3 separate regions of the Sus scrofa genome follow, and regions 1 and 2 are each linked to region 3. A link is a contact called in public HiChIP or PLAC-seq data. All regions are on one chromosome and are shown on one strand. The core of a region is the stretch at or near the end of the contact, and the rest is flanking DNA. Distances in the headings are between cores, read along the strand shown. Region 1 holds the start of TPM2 (tropomyosin 2 (beta)). Region 2 holds the start of CCDC107 (coiled-coil domain-containing protein 107). Region 3 holds the start of FAM221B (protein FAM221B).

Region 1 (4,457 bases), core at 1,608-4,107, 140 kb after region 3:
TTTAATATGGTGAGTATTGACAGATATTACCCACTCTACCAGAAGCTTTTTGATCTTCAAACCCTACTGTCAAGGGGTTCTAGGACCAAAGTTTGAGAATTGCCCCACCAGACCATGAGTTCCCCTAGATCCACAGAGTATCATTGTGTATCCTGAACCTGGTGCACAAAAAAAGTCACTAGCAAATGTTTATCAAATGCCAACGCTATGCTTGAGGCTATGCCAGGCACTGGGGATTTAGAATTGAAAAAGATAGCCACTCCCCTTGGCTGATAATAACTGTATCCCACGGATCCTGGGGGCAGAGCTTCAGTGCCTGCCCGCTTGCATCTTTCGCAAGCGTCCTATCCTAATAAATCTATTTCTTGCCTAAAAAAAAAAAGAAAAAAAGAAAAAGATAGGCCCTGGCATTCTGGAGAACTCACAGACCACTAGGCAAACAGGTATAACAACAGTCATAACAGGGACTATGCCGAGACAGACTGTTAGGAGCTTGCCCCAAGAATAAGCATTTATTACATGCAGAGGGTGGGAAGGGAAGAGGCTAGGGAAGCCTCCTCAGAAAAGTTGACACGGTCTGAGTCTTTACAGCCACCAGGAATCAGCCAAGGGAAGGGCATTTTAGGGATATATAACAGAATGTATAAAGCGGTAGCTTTGGTGTTCCCATGGTGGCACAACCAGATCAGCCGTGTCTCTGCAGCACCAGGACTCATGTTCAGCCCTAGCCCAGCACAGTGGGTTAAAGGATCCAGTGTTGGTGACCAAAAATGAATTAAAAAAAAAAAAATGGTGGTAACTTTTAAGAAAAGCTTGGTGATTTCTAGCTCCTGCACTTAGCTCAGTATGAATGCTACATGAAGTACAAATCTGTGTGCTGAGAGTGAGGTTGGAACTGAAAGGAGGTAGGGCTAGAGAGGTAGGCAGGTGCCAAAACAAAGGGCCTGATACACCATATTAAGAAATGTGACTTTTACTGGCAAAAGAGGGAGGGCGAAGGGAGGGGCTTTTGGAGCATCTTAGGGTCCTACTTGTACCAACTTTTTCAAAGATCTTTGTGTAACAAGGTCGAGGAGAGTTGGGGGAGTCAGGAGTTCACAACAGACCCAGGCAGGAGGTAATATAAGGAGCTGCCTGAGGAGGAGACTTCAGTGGAAGAAGCTCATTTGTAGGAGCAGAACCTACAGGATCAAGGGACTGTGGGAAGTGAGAGGTCTGGCACTGGCTACAGGGTGGATGGAAGACTCTTCCAAGAGTTTGGGGAGAACAGGGAGATGGAGTGAACACCAGCGGGCGGTGGGGCCGGTGGACCGGGAGGTGGGTGAGGAGGGGACAGAGGTCAAGTTTGTTCCATGTGTAGCATCGGTCCACTAAGCAGATCTAAATACATTTCCGCCCCCACCTCCCCTGGCCGTGGACCTATGGTTCCCACGGTTCCCACCCAGCCAGCAAAAGCCAGGCCTCCCGCCCCCCTGCCCCTGGGGAGCGAGGCTTCCTCTGCCTACCCTGGTCTCCCCTCCCCCCACCCCAAGGCGGCTCTCCACTTCCTCTCCCCTCACCCCACCCCAAGGAAAAAGCGAAAACAAACAGCCTCGCACGGGTGCCTCCGATTTCCCGACCCTAGGCCACGGCTCCCGGCTCCGGGAGCTGTTTCTGGCGGCCTCGGTCAGAGGGAACATCTCACCCCCAGCTCCAGACGCCCAGCAGCTCCGTAACTCTTGCCCTCGCCCCTGCCTTCCTTGCCCCATTCCGGCCCCGCCTCCCCACGGGAAACATCCCAAAAAAGGGCAGAAAAGAAATTTCAGCGTAAAGTTGGCCCACAGGGGAAGGGAGGAGAGTCCGCAGGGAGAAGGGGAGGAGAATGGAAGGAGAAGGGAGGGCGCACAGGGAAGCTAGGGGAAATCGGGATGGGTGGGGGTGAGTGGGGGGCGGGCGGTGGGGCCGGTGGACCGCGAGGCGGGGTGAGGAGGGGGACGGAGAGCGACTCGTCCCGGGTGGGGGTGGGGATGGGGGCGGGGAGCGCGGGTCCGGCGGGGCAGAAGTGGCCGCGGAAAATATGCGGGGCACGTGGGGGGCGGGGCGGGCTGGGCGCGGATCCGGGTTCTGCGTGCTCGGCGATGGTAGAGGAGGGGCCCTGGCTCCAGGGGCAGGGGCTGGAAGGGGAAGCGAGGGGAAGAGAGGTCAGGCCCGCCCTCGGGGGCAACAAGCCGGTCCTCGCTCCGAAGGGCTGCCGGGGCTCTGGGCTCGCCTCCTACCTCAGTTTCCCCAAGTCTCTGGTAAGACTCTCCACTATCACCACCATGTCCGTAGCAAAAACCCAGCATCTGGGACTGGGGTAAACTGAGGCACTCAAACTGCGGAGGAGCCCCGCCTCCCAAGAGACATTTAATCCGAGGGGATTTACAGGAAACTTCTAAATTAAGGGCAGCGGCTGCTGCAGTTGAGGGGGGGCCTTTTGGTCCCTGCGCTTGGGGCAGCTGCCGTGAGCTCAAGCCCTGAAATAGCCTCAGGGGCCCCAGCCGCAGCTGCCACCGGGCCAGGCTGTCACTCAGAAGAAGCACGGAGCCCCCTGCCCCAAGGTCCCCTCCCTTCCACAGCGCTAGTGTCTTTCTCAGCAGACCGTCCAGCTACTTTCCCTTCCGACGGCTGGGGGGGATGGGGTGAGGGAGAGGCGGAGCCCTAGGGGGCGGTTCCGAAGGGGTGGGCGTAGGGGGTGGCCGCGCCCCCCCCAACCCTGCTGTGCTTCTGCCCCTACAAGGTTTGGGCTGCAATGGGGGAGGGTCCTGGCCCCCGGCTCCGCCCGGTCCCTCCCAGCCTTTTAGGCGCCCGCGCGGCTGGGACGTCCCAGCCCCGCTAGGTCCTCCTCGTCCGCCACCCGTGCGCCCAGTCAGCACAGCCAGTCCCGTTCGCCCGGTCCACACTGCCCGCCGGCCGGCCGGTCCCCAACAGCAACCATGGATGCCATCAAGAAGAAGATGCAGATGCTAAAGCTGGACAAGGAGAATGCCATCGACCGTGCTGAGCAGGCGGAGGCTGACAAGAAGCAGGCTGAAGACCGCTGCAAGCAGGTGGGGGTCCCAGGCTCTGTGTAACCTCTGTCCCCAATCCGCAACAAGGGCAGCCTGTGCCACTCTGTGCTCCCCAGCCTCTGGCCTGCCGTCCAAGCCTCGCTACCATCCAGTGTGGGGGCTGGGCCTTCACAGTACCCCCAGGGCCCTAGCCAGAGCTACACTTCATCTCACCCACCCTCGTCCGAGGAGCCCCAGTCCCCTAATTTCCACTCCTCCCTTTACAGAGCCATGATGGGCCTTGCTCCTTGGGGCTGGAAGCTTTCTCTCTACTCCCACCAGTTCCCTCCCACACCCCTAGCTGCCCTGACCCTCCTCTGCTATCCCTCTTCCTCTCTGTCAGCCTCTATATATCTCTTAGTACCCCTCACACACACCCCTGCCTCCTGCCTGGGCCTGGGCCTGGCTGACTGAGGCATCTCTCTCCCAGCTGGAGGAGGAGCAGCAGGCCCTCCAGAAGAAGCTGAAAGGGACGGAGGATGAGGTGGAAAAGTATTCCGAATCAGTGAAGGATGCCCAGGAGAAACTGGAGCAGGCTGAAAAGAAGGCCACCGACGTGAGTGTGAACCTGGGGGGACAGTAGGAGACTCAGTGCTTTGGGAGGGGTTCCAGACATGGGGATGAGAGGGACTTTCACCATCAGGACAGAGACGGTTTCCTCTCAGGAACGCAGGCCAGGGCAAGCTTGCACAATTAATCCAAGACAGTGGGTAAATCAAAACCACTTACCACTTCCCCCTGAGAACACAACATTTTAATTCCATTTGGTTCCAGCTCTTAGAAGGCACAGTGATCAAGCAGTGAGTCATCGCGGGGGCGGGTGGCACAAGAATTTACCATCCACCTCAACTAATCTTCCAGCTGAAGATGGAGAGGAGACTGAAGCTACATTTGTGGGGTATGGGGTGTGGGTGGAGGTGCTGTTAGGCAGGAGGAGGGGAGAGGAATCCACAGATGGGCCTTGACTTGAGTTACACTGCTGGGGGGCCATTAGAAATTCCCTGGCCTTGACCTCTGGCTCCAGTGGCCCTGCTGTGTACTGGCGCCCCAGCTCAGGTTCTAACGGTCCCTCATTTACCCTCATTAAGCTGTCAGTCTTGAGACCATGCCAGGCCACAGGGCAGAGGGACAGGGCCACTAATGCCAAGGCAACCACCTTGGCAGCTCCTGTTCACTCTGAGATTTCTCTGCCCACCTCACACCCCCTAACCAGACTTCTCTACCTCCTGTTCTTCCCAGCCCCCACCTTAAGGTAGGAGAACAGCCATAAGACTTTGGCAATGGTACTTTCTCTGCCTCAGGTTCCCCATTTGCCTTCCACCCAGGATTGTTTAAGATGAGCCTGTGGTTGGGTGGATGCAGGGATTAGCACGAGCATGGTCTGAACGG
Region 2 (4,222 bases), core at 1,296-3,795, 170 kb after region 3:
GTCCAGCTGGGCCATCAGACTATTCAGGTGTTGCTCTGTCTGGGCCAGCTGTTGTGTCAGCTGGACCAGCTGTTGCTCTGGTGCAGGGGAGAAAAGGAGAGCAATGGTTACTGACTTTCTGTCCCCTAATCCCCCACCAAGCACAGACTTCTGCAAAACCCACCTGACTGCAATGATTCCTTCTTGCCTGCCTCCTCTTGGAGAACAGCAGCCTCATCTTTCCCCTGCTATGGAAAAAGGAAAGGACAACACTGCAGCAACACAGTTCTCCATAACCTCAGTTTCCAGAGCCAATAGGAGGAGGAGAATTTCAGGCAGCAAAAGCAAGTGAGTTTTTAACCTCAGAGAATCACAATCACATCTAGTCTAGCTCCTTACCCAGGTCAGGAAGCAACATGTCAGTAACCCCAAAAAATGGTCATTCAGTCTACTGAAACACCTCCAGGAAGGAGCAGTTTTCTCCAGTTTGATAAAGCTCTGGTTATTAATTTACATACAGTGCCAAAAACTGTCCTTCATGTATCTGATTATGGTGCTGATCAGAGCCTTCCAAAATCATATCTTTTCAACACGATATCCCCCTACCCCCTTTCTCATGTCTTCTCTGGTTTAATAGTGCCAGTCTTTCTCGGTCAATGCTCATTTAACATGGTTTTCTCTGGTAGTTTTACTCTGATTTGTTTAAAGAGTATATCGTGCTGGGAGTTCGTGGCTCAGTGGTTAACGAACACGACTAGGAACCATCAGGTTGCAGGTTTGATCCCTGACCTCGCTCAGTGGGATCTGGCGTTGCCCTGAGCTGTGGTGTAGGTCCTAGATGCTGCTTGGATTCTGCATTGCTATGCTGTAGGCCAGCAGCTGTAGCTCCTACTCGACCCCTAGCCTGGGAACCTCCACATGCCTTGGGTGCGGCCCTAAAAAGCAAAAAAAGCAAAAAAAAAAAAAAAAAAAAGGATATAGTGCTCTTAAAGTTGTGCCCTCAATAGAATTCCCCCGCAGGGTTCTAATCAGAAGATAAAGAACAAAATACCTTCTTCCTAGCATTGATTTGGGAAGTGGGCTGTCACATCACACAACTGAACCTCATTAATCAATAAATTGCTGTTAAATTATGTTTCTTCCAGACTATATTTGGGTCCAAGAATAGAATTTATTATCTGGAGTTCCCCTCGTGGCTCAGCCATTGGCAAATCTGACTAGGAACCATGAGGTTGCAGGTTCGATCCCTGGCCTCACTTAGTGGGTTAAGGATCCGGCATTGCCGTGAGCTGTGGTGTAGGTCGCAGACTCAGCTCAGATCTGGGGTTGCTGCGGTTCTGGTGTTGCTGCGGCTCTGGCGTAGGCTGAAGGCTACAGCTCCGATTAGACCCCTAGCCCAGGAACCTCCATATGCTGAGGGTGTGGCCCTGGAAAATACAAAAAAAAAAAAAAGAAAAAAAAAAGTATTATCTATCTATGTTGAATTTCATCATTATATTCAGTCCCTCATCCTAGCTTGTCCAGCCCTCATCCTAGCTTGTCCAGTCTTATTATGAATCATGGTTAGCTATCCTTCCTAGTTTCCTATCTCCAAATTGGCTCAGCCCTCTATTTCCCAATGCAATTAAGTGATACGGCTAAAGTCAGAGCCCTGGGAGGTACTACGTTCCATTTCAACAGTTTGAATCTACCAAAATGTACTATCAGTTCACATTTCAGAGCCTCCTTCCCAAGAACTTGAGACTGCTTGGTACCTCGAACTCTAAAAACACTTTGGCTAAGTAATCAGCTGCTCGTGCCAAGGTTGGAATCTTACCAGGAACCGCACTCACTGTAGTATGGACAGTCGCTGGGTTCAAGTCCCAGTTCCACCAGTTACTAGCTCTGGGTGACCTTGAGCAAGTGACTAACCCCTACATTGGATTGATGGGAGGATTAAATGGGATGGTCATTATTTATTTACAATTTATCAAGTGCCATTCACCTCGATAGCTACTCAAAATAATCTCATAAGGCTGGAAACCCAGAGGACTCAGGTCTTCACTTTACAGATGGACAGGAAAATGAGTCTTGTTCTTGGTACCATAGGGACCCAACGGGAGATTCAGAACCCGGGCATCCCCTCCCTCCTCTCGTCGTCCCGCACCTGCAAACACTTGTACAGCACAAAAGCCACGACGGCCGCGGTGTACAGCGCCCCCAAGGGCAACGCCCCGGCTCGAGCTGGGTCGCGCTGATCCTTGGGCGGCGGCGACCGCCGCCGGAGTTCTGTGGCCTCGGGGCCGACCTGGGCGGCGTCTCCTGAGGAGGGCAGAGGCGGGTCAGTAGAGCTGGGGGTTGGGGCCGGTAGGCAGTCCCTGCCTCCCTCTAACAGACCTCGGTGGTACCTGGGTGTGCCGGGCGGTCGGGGCTGGAGCGGTCTCCGAGGACCTCGGGCAGCGCAGACATAAGTAGCAGCCCCACCGCACCCGCTAGCGAGACCACGCTAGCCATTGCAGGCGGACTACAGGAGAACCTGGGAGGAGCCGGCGTTGGCCGCACGCGCCCATGCGCACGCGCACGCGCGCCCTGGAGCCCGTTCCGCTCCGGGCCTCCCTGGAAGGTCACGCCCACCTAGCGTATGGGCGGGGCCAGGATTTATTTGCATAGGACCGGGAGCCCAGCTTAGTTTATTTTAGAAATTAGTTCATTTCTTATCTCCATTTAGGGATTCGGTTAGCCAGAAAGTGTCCAGAAGCTTACAACCTTAGAAGAGTATGCGATAAAGTGGTTTCCCACACTAGTCCACATCCTCACCCTAATCATAAAATAAATTTTTTCTTCCAGCTATAAAAGGTTACAGGAGCCCACCCACCAGTGAAGCTCGTGCTGAAGGCCTGTTTCCTAGGCTACAAACGAGGGACTAGTTCCTTATTTACGCCTAGGGGAAAGTCCCCGGACCTAAGGCAGAGAGTGCCACGTGCGCCTGCACGTAGACTGTCCCTGCACCTCACGGTTAATCCGCTAAGAAGCGATTTCGCCGAGCGGCGTGTGGCAGGGATGTCATCCGTCAGCCGAAATAGTTACACAGGCAGTGCGCTTCCGCGCACCAACCACACGGGGCTCATTCTCAGCACGGCTGATTTTAATCCTTTCTGGAAGGTAACAAGGTGGTTATTTATTTATTTTTTTTAAAGAAAAAAAAATTATTGCTCAATGGATTTATTGCATTTATAGTTGTACAATGATCGTCACAATCCATTTTTATAGGATTTCCAGCCCACAACCCCAGCACATCCTCCACCCCCCGCAACTGTCTCCCTTGCAAACTCTTAAGTTTTTCAAAGGCTGTGAGTCAATATCTGTTCTGCACAGAAGTTCATTCTGTCCTTTTTTCAGATTCCACATGTCAGTGAAAGCATTTGATGTTGGTGTCTCAGTGTCTGACTGACTTCACTTAGCATGATCATTTCTAGGTCCATTCATGTTGCTAAAAATGCCAGTATTTCGTTCCTTTTAATGGCTGAGTAATATTCCATTGTGTATATGTACCCCATCTTCTTGATCCACTCCTCTGTCGATGGACATCTAGGTTGTTTCCATGTCTTTACAAATGGGAGAAAAATCTTTTTTTGCCTTTTTCTAGGGCCGCTTCCCGCGGCATATGTAGGTTCCCAGGCTAGGGGTCGAATTGGAGCTGTAGCCACCGGCCTACACCACAGCTCACAGCAATGCTGGATCCTTAACCCACTGAGCAAGGCCAGGGATCGAACCTGCAACCTCATGGTTCCTAGTCGGATTTAGTTAACCACTGCGCCACGATGGCAACTCCTAGTTTTGTTTTTACTGACATTACTCTAAGAGGTGGATCTGAGAAGATGTTGCAGAAATCAACGGCATCTTTATACACTAACAATGAAAGATCAGAAAGAAATTAGGGAAGCAATCCCATTTACCATTGCATCCAAAAGAATAAAATACCTAGGAGTAAACCTACCTAAAGAGACAAAATACCTGTATTCTGAAAACAATAAGACACTGATGAAAGAAATCAAATATGACACAAATAGATGGAAAGACATATCATGCTCTTGGATTGGAAGACTCAATGCTATCAAAATGACTATACTACCCAAGGCAATCTACAGATTCAATGCAATCCCTATCTAATTACCAAGGACGTTTTTCACAGAACTCGAACAAAATAGTTTAAAGTTTGTTTGGAAGCACAAAAGACCCAGAATAGCCAAAGATAGCCTGAGAA
Region 3 (3,989 bases), core at 416-2,915:
AGAATTGGGGAACGTTTTTCTAGCCCTAGCATTGCCACTGACAAGCTGTAAGACCTCAGGCAAACTGATCCCTTGCTGAGCCTCAGTTTCCTCACCTGTAAAATGGTCTCAAGCTTTGGCCCTGCTCTAAAAGTGTCAAGAATTATTCCTAAGCAAATCAAGCTTATTTGGAAAAAGACTCATTACCGGAAGAAAATTCATTATAATGGCAGCTAACCCAAGTCCATTTACATGTTATTTTTAAAACTCGTTTTAAACATATGCCAAGTACCTCAAAAGTTTAAGCCAGATTCTCCCACACTGAACTAGAGGCTCTCTGCTGAGGGACTGTGTCTCCCCCATCTAACTTCATAAGCAGGAGCAAAGCCCTCAAGACTTTTTTGGAAAAACAAGAGTCGAAGTAGAGTCAGGATGGACCCCAAGAAGGAAAACCTTGGAATCTCTGGCCTCAGGACTCTAAGCCACCTGCTGAGCCTCGAGCCCACAGTTACCACTCTTTCGACCCTCACCATTCCTCTCAGTTACATAAGACTTCTCTCCTTCCTATTTCTCTCTGCTTCTTCCCCAATGATCTAGGTGCCCAGGACCCACCTCTCCTGAATCCCTCTAGTCAGCCCCTCCCTGCCAAAACCCCATCCCTGCTTCAGTCTTTCCTGCTTCTGCACTCACCAGCCCCTGGGCCAAGGACAGACAACAGCAACAGCAGCAGTAAGGCTGATGGCAGCTGGAGCCCAGACCTGAGTCGAGGCTGGGAGAAGGGTAGGGTATGAGAGAGAGTGGTAGGTAGTGGGAGAGACTTTGGTAAACACAGAGATGAGGACAAAGACTGGGGTAAAGAGTTGGGCTGGGCTGGGCACTGGAGCTTGTATAAGGGTAAGCGATGTGGTGGAAGGAGGGGCTGTGATGGGGACTGGACCAAGGGCAGGGATTGGGCCCCCGCCTTCAGTAAATACTGAGAATGGGGTTGGGACAGGGGCTGGGCTGGGATTTGGGAAAGGAGGTGAAACAGGTGCAGGGGCTGGGACGGGAGCCAGGCCAGGGACTGGGATTGGGATTGGGACTGGGACTGGGACTGGGACTGGAGTGGGGGCCTGAGCTGGGACCCGGATCTGGGCATTCGCTGGGACCCAGGCCGGAGCTGGAACCGATTTGGGAAGTGGGGAGAGGGCGGGGTCGGGGGCCAAGGACCGGACCGGGATGGGACCAGGGGCCGGGACAAGGGCTGGGCCATGGCCCGGGGCGGGGGCGGGGCCGGACAGGCCAGCGCGGGCGCTCGCAGAGCTGACCCGCGGCTCCGCTCCCACCCCCGGAGGGATGGCCTGCGGCGTCCTCGCGGGCCCGGGGCCGGGGTCGGGCCGGCTGGGGCCGGGCCGGGGACCTGGGTAGGAGTTCAGGCCTGGGCGACTCCGGGCTGCGCTGGACCGGCGAAAACCAGGCCCCGCGGCGGCGGCCTCTGCCTGACGTCATATGACGCTCCGCCCCCCGGTTAGTTCTATTGGTCCTTCTTACTAAAGCCCGCCCCTGGCTCTACTCCATTGGTCTCTAACTTGTCCCTGCTGGGTTCGAACACAGACTCCGCCCCAGCCCCAGCTACCGGAGTCTCTTTCTCACCCCAACCGAAGAACCCAGAAGCCCCCATCGGATCTTCATAACCTCCACTGACCATCCTACAGACATCTCTAGGAACCCTCACAAACCCAGACACCCACGGACCTCCCCAGAGATATCTGCAGGCCCTCCCCAGAGACTCTCAAAAGATCCCGAAAAAACACTCACAGAGATCCCTCGAATCCCTCTTAAAAGAAGTGATCCCTCTAGGTTTCTCTCCTCTGGATCCAATGCAGTCCCCTCAGGAGACCTCGCCCACCCGTGAGGTGGCCAGACTGCTGTTGCCACGGAGACTACTGGGCGTTCCGGTTGCCACGGTGACGGATGCACTACTCCCCAGCCTGGGTTCCACAGGCTTCAGTCAAGACCCTCCCTCCTCTGGCCTGGACCCACCTCGACCCACCTCCTCCCACCCTTCAGAACTGGCCACAGCTCCTTTGCGAATTTCCGCAGGTGTCCAAGTTCCCTCCCAAAGTCGTAACTTGCAGGCAAGGCCTCTCACCACACAGCACCCGCAGCCAGGGCTCATCTACAATCAAGTGCCTCCTCTCCCTTGGGGCCAACATTTTCTTTTCCCAGCTTCAGACAAGATCCTGATCTAAGGATTTGTAACAGCTGAAACAAAGCCCAGAGGTATGTAGTCTCTCAAACGGCCCCTCCTCCAAACTCTCATTCCCTTCTAATACTGTCTGTCTCTTCCCACCTCAGTCCAACCCCCTCCCATTTCCTGTGTTTCATCCTTATCCCCCCCCCGCCCCCACGTTTCTCCACTCAGTTCCTTCCTCCCCTTCTTTTTCCTTCCCTCTCCTCCCATCCTTTGGTTCTTCACCCTCTGGCCCATTTTTCTCTTGCTAAATATCTGGCCATCTTCCTCCCCATCATCCTACCTCCTGACCCAAACTTCCCCTTTGGAAAGGCCTTGATGAGTTTAAGAAATAATAAATGTGGAGTTCCGTTGTAGCACAGCAGCAACATATCCAACTAGTATCCATGAGGATGCAGCTTCTGTAGCACAGCAGCAACAAATCCAACTAGTATCCATGGTGATGCGGCTTCGATCCCTGCCCTTGCTCAGTGGATCCGGGATCTGGCCTTGCAGTGAGCTGTGATGTAGGCCATAGACGAGTTTCGGATCTGGCATTGCTATGGCTGTAGCTCCTATTTGACCCCTAGGCTGGGAGCCTCCATATGCCACAGGTGCAGCCCTAAAATGCAAAAAGGAAAAGAAGGAAGGAAGGAAGGAGAAAGAAAGAAAGAAAAGAAAGAAAGAAAGGAAGGAAGGAAGGAAGAAAGAAAGAGAGAAAGAAAAAAATGTACTATTTCTGGAGCATGGGACAAAGTAGAGAGCAAGGGAAGTTAAGGCTAGAATCCTTGGGCAGTGTGGCAAATGATGACAGGCCTTGACTGTCAGGGCCAAGAAATTTGGACCTAATCCTTAGGCTGAGGCACTAAGTGTTTTTTAAGCAAGGGAATGCCATTGTTGGGTTTGTATTTTAGAAAAGTCTCTCCCAAGTCATTGAGGAGGACTGACCCCTTGCGGACATCCTCCCAAGATAAATGAGGCACACCCCACTCCCCACAGCATCCTGGGCGTACCCCAGCAAAACACCAACTCATTGGTAAGGTCATTTTGGTTAACTCGACTCCTATCCAGACTCTTTCAAATGAGTCCAGTGCCTGAGTAAAAATTTTAAGATTCAGCTCTTTGTAAAAGTGTAAGTTTCATAAGTCAATGAAAGAAAGAATGACTGAGTGGATTAATATGCTGGGAAAGGTATCAGAGAGGCAAAGTTATTACATAATTGAACTAGAAAATGATGAGAACTTGAACAAATTTGGAGAGAAAGGAAAGAATGGATTGGGGGGATATTCATTTATTTTATTTTATTTATTCTATTTTTTTTTTTTTAGGGCTGCACCTGTGGCATATGGCAGTTCCCAGGCTAGGGGTCAAATCGGAGCTGTAGCTGCTGGCCTCTGCCACAGCCCCAGCAACGCCAGATCCAAGCTGCATCTGCGAGCTACACCACAGCTCATGGCAACGCCAGATCCTCAACCCACTGAGCAAGGCCAGGGATCGAACCTGCATCCTTATGGATACTAGTCAGATTTGTTAGTGCTGAGCCATGATGGGAACTCCTGGGGGATATTTAGAAGATAGGAAATAGAGTCCTTGGTCTCCATTTGAAGATAAGGGCTGAGGGGAAAGGAAAAGACAAGGATAATTCTCAGGGTTCAGTTTTGATGCCCTGTGGGACATCCATTTAGCAACACCCAGAGGCAGTTGGTATGACTATGAAGTACAGGTGTTTAAAGAGTTATGAGCTGGAAATATGGATTTCGGAGTTATCAGCATACAGCTGGAAGTAGCTGAAGCCTTG

The links. HiChIP or PLAC-seq counts read pairs in DNA pulled down with a chosen protein or histone mark.
Region 1: an H3K27ac HiChIP or PLAC-seq map of alveolar macrophages shows a contact between it and region 3. The contact joins the promoter of TPM2 here to the promoter of FAM221B in region 3. A contact is called at or near these places in 2 of 2 datasets of contacts at active chromatin or transcription factors (alveolar macrophages and skeletal muscle).
Region 2: a contact with region 3 is called in an H3K27ac HiChIP or PLAC-seq map of alveolar macrophages. The contact joins the promoter of CCDC107 here to the promoter of FAM221B in region 3. A contact is called at or near these places in 2 of 5 promoter capture datasets (fetal liver and liver), 4 of 47 Hi-C or Micro-C datasets (embryonic fibroblasts, heart right ventricle, psoas muscle and 1 more) and 2 of 2 datasets of contacts at active chromatin or transcription factors (alveolar macrophages and skeletal muscle).

Annotation. Positions count from the first base shown.
Region 1 is chr1:236,408,016-236,412,472 of Sscrofa11.1, reverse strand. It overlaps TPM2 (tropomyosin 2 (beta)), which reads left to right and starts at 2,857. Exons shown (of 9, transcript NM_001129947.1): 1 at 2,857-3,068; 2 at 3,499-3,624. The coding sequence starts at 2,955.
Region 2 is chr1:236,378,895-236,383,116 of Sscrofa11.1, reverse strand. CCDC107 (coiled-coil domain-containing protein 107) reads right to left here and starts at 2,545. Exons shown (of 6, transcript XM_005660223.3): 1 at 2,367-2,545; 2 at 2,126-2,280; 3 at 164-224; 4 at 1-77. The coding sequence starts at 2,472. It overlaps LOC106509199 (a long non-coding RNA gene), which reads left to right and starts at 223. Exons shown (of 2, transcript XR_001306517.2): 1 at 223-327; 2 at 2,806-3,107.
Region 3 is chr1:236,548,676-236,552,664 of Sscrofa11.1, reverse strand. It overlaps FAM221B (protein FAM221B), which reads left to right and starts at 1,665. Exons shown (of 7, transcript XM_021065906.1): 1 at 1,665-2,241. It overlaps TMEM8B (transmembrane protein 8B), which reads right to left and starts at 1,906. Exons shown (of 13, transcript XM_021065841.1): 1 at 1,777-1,906.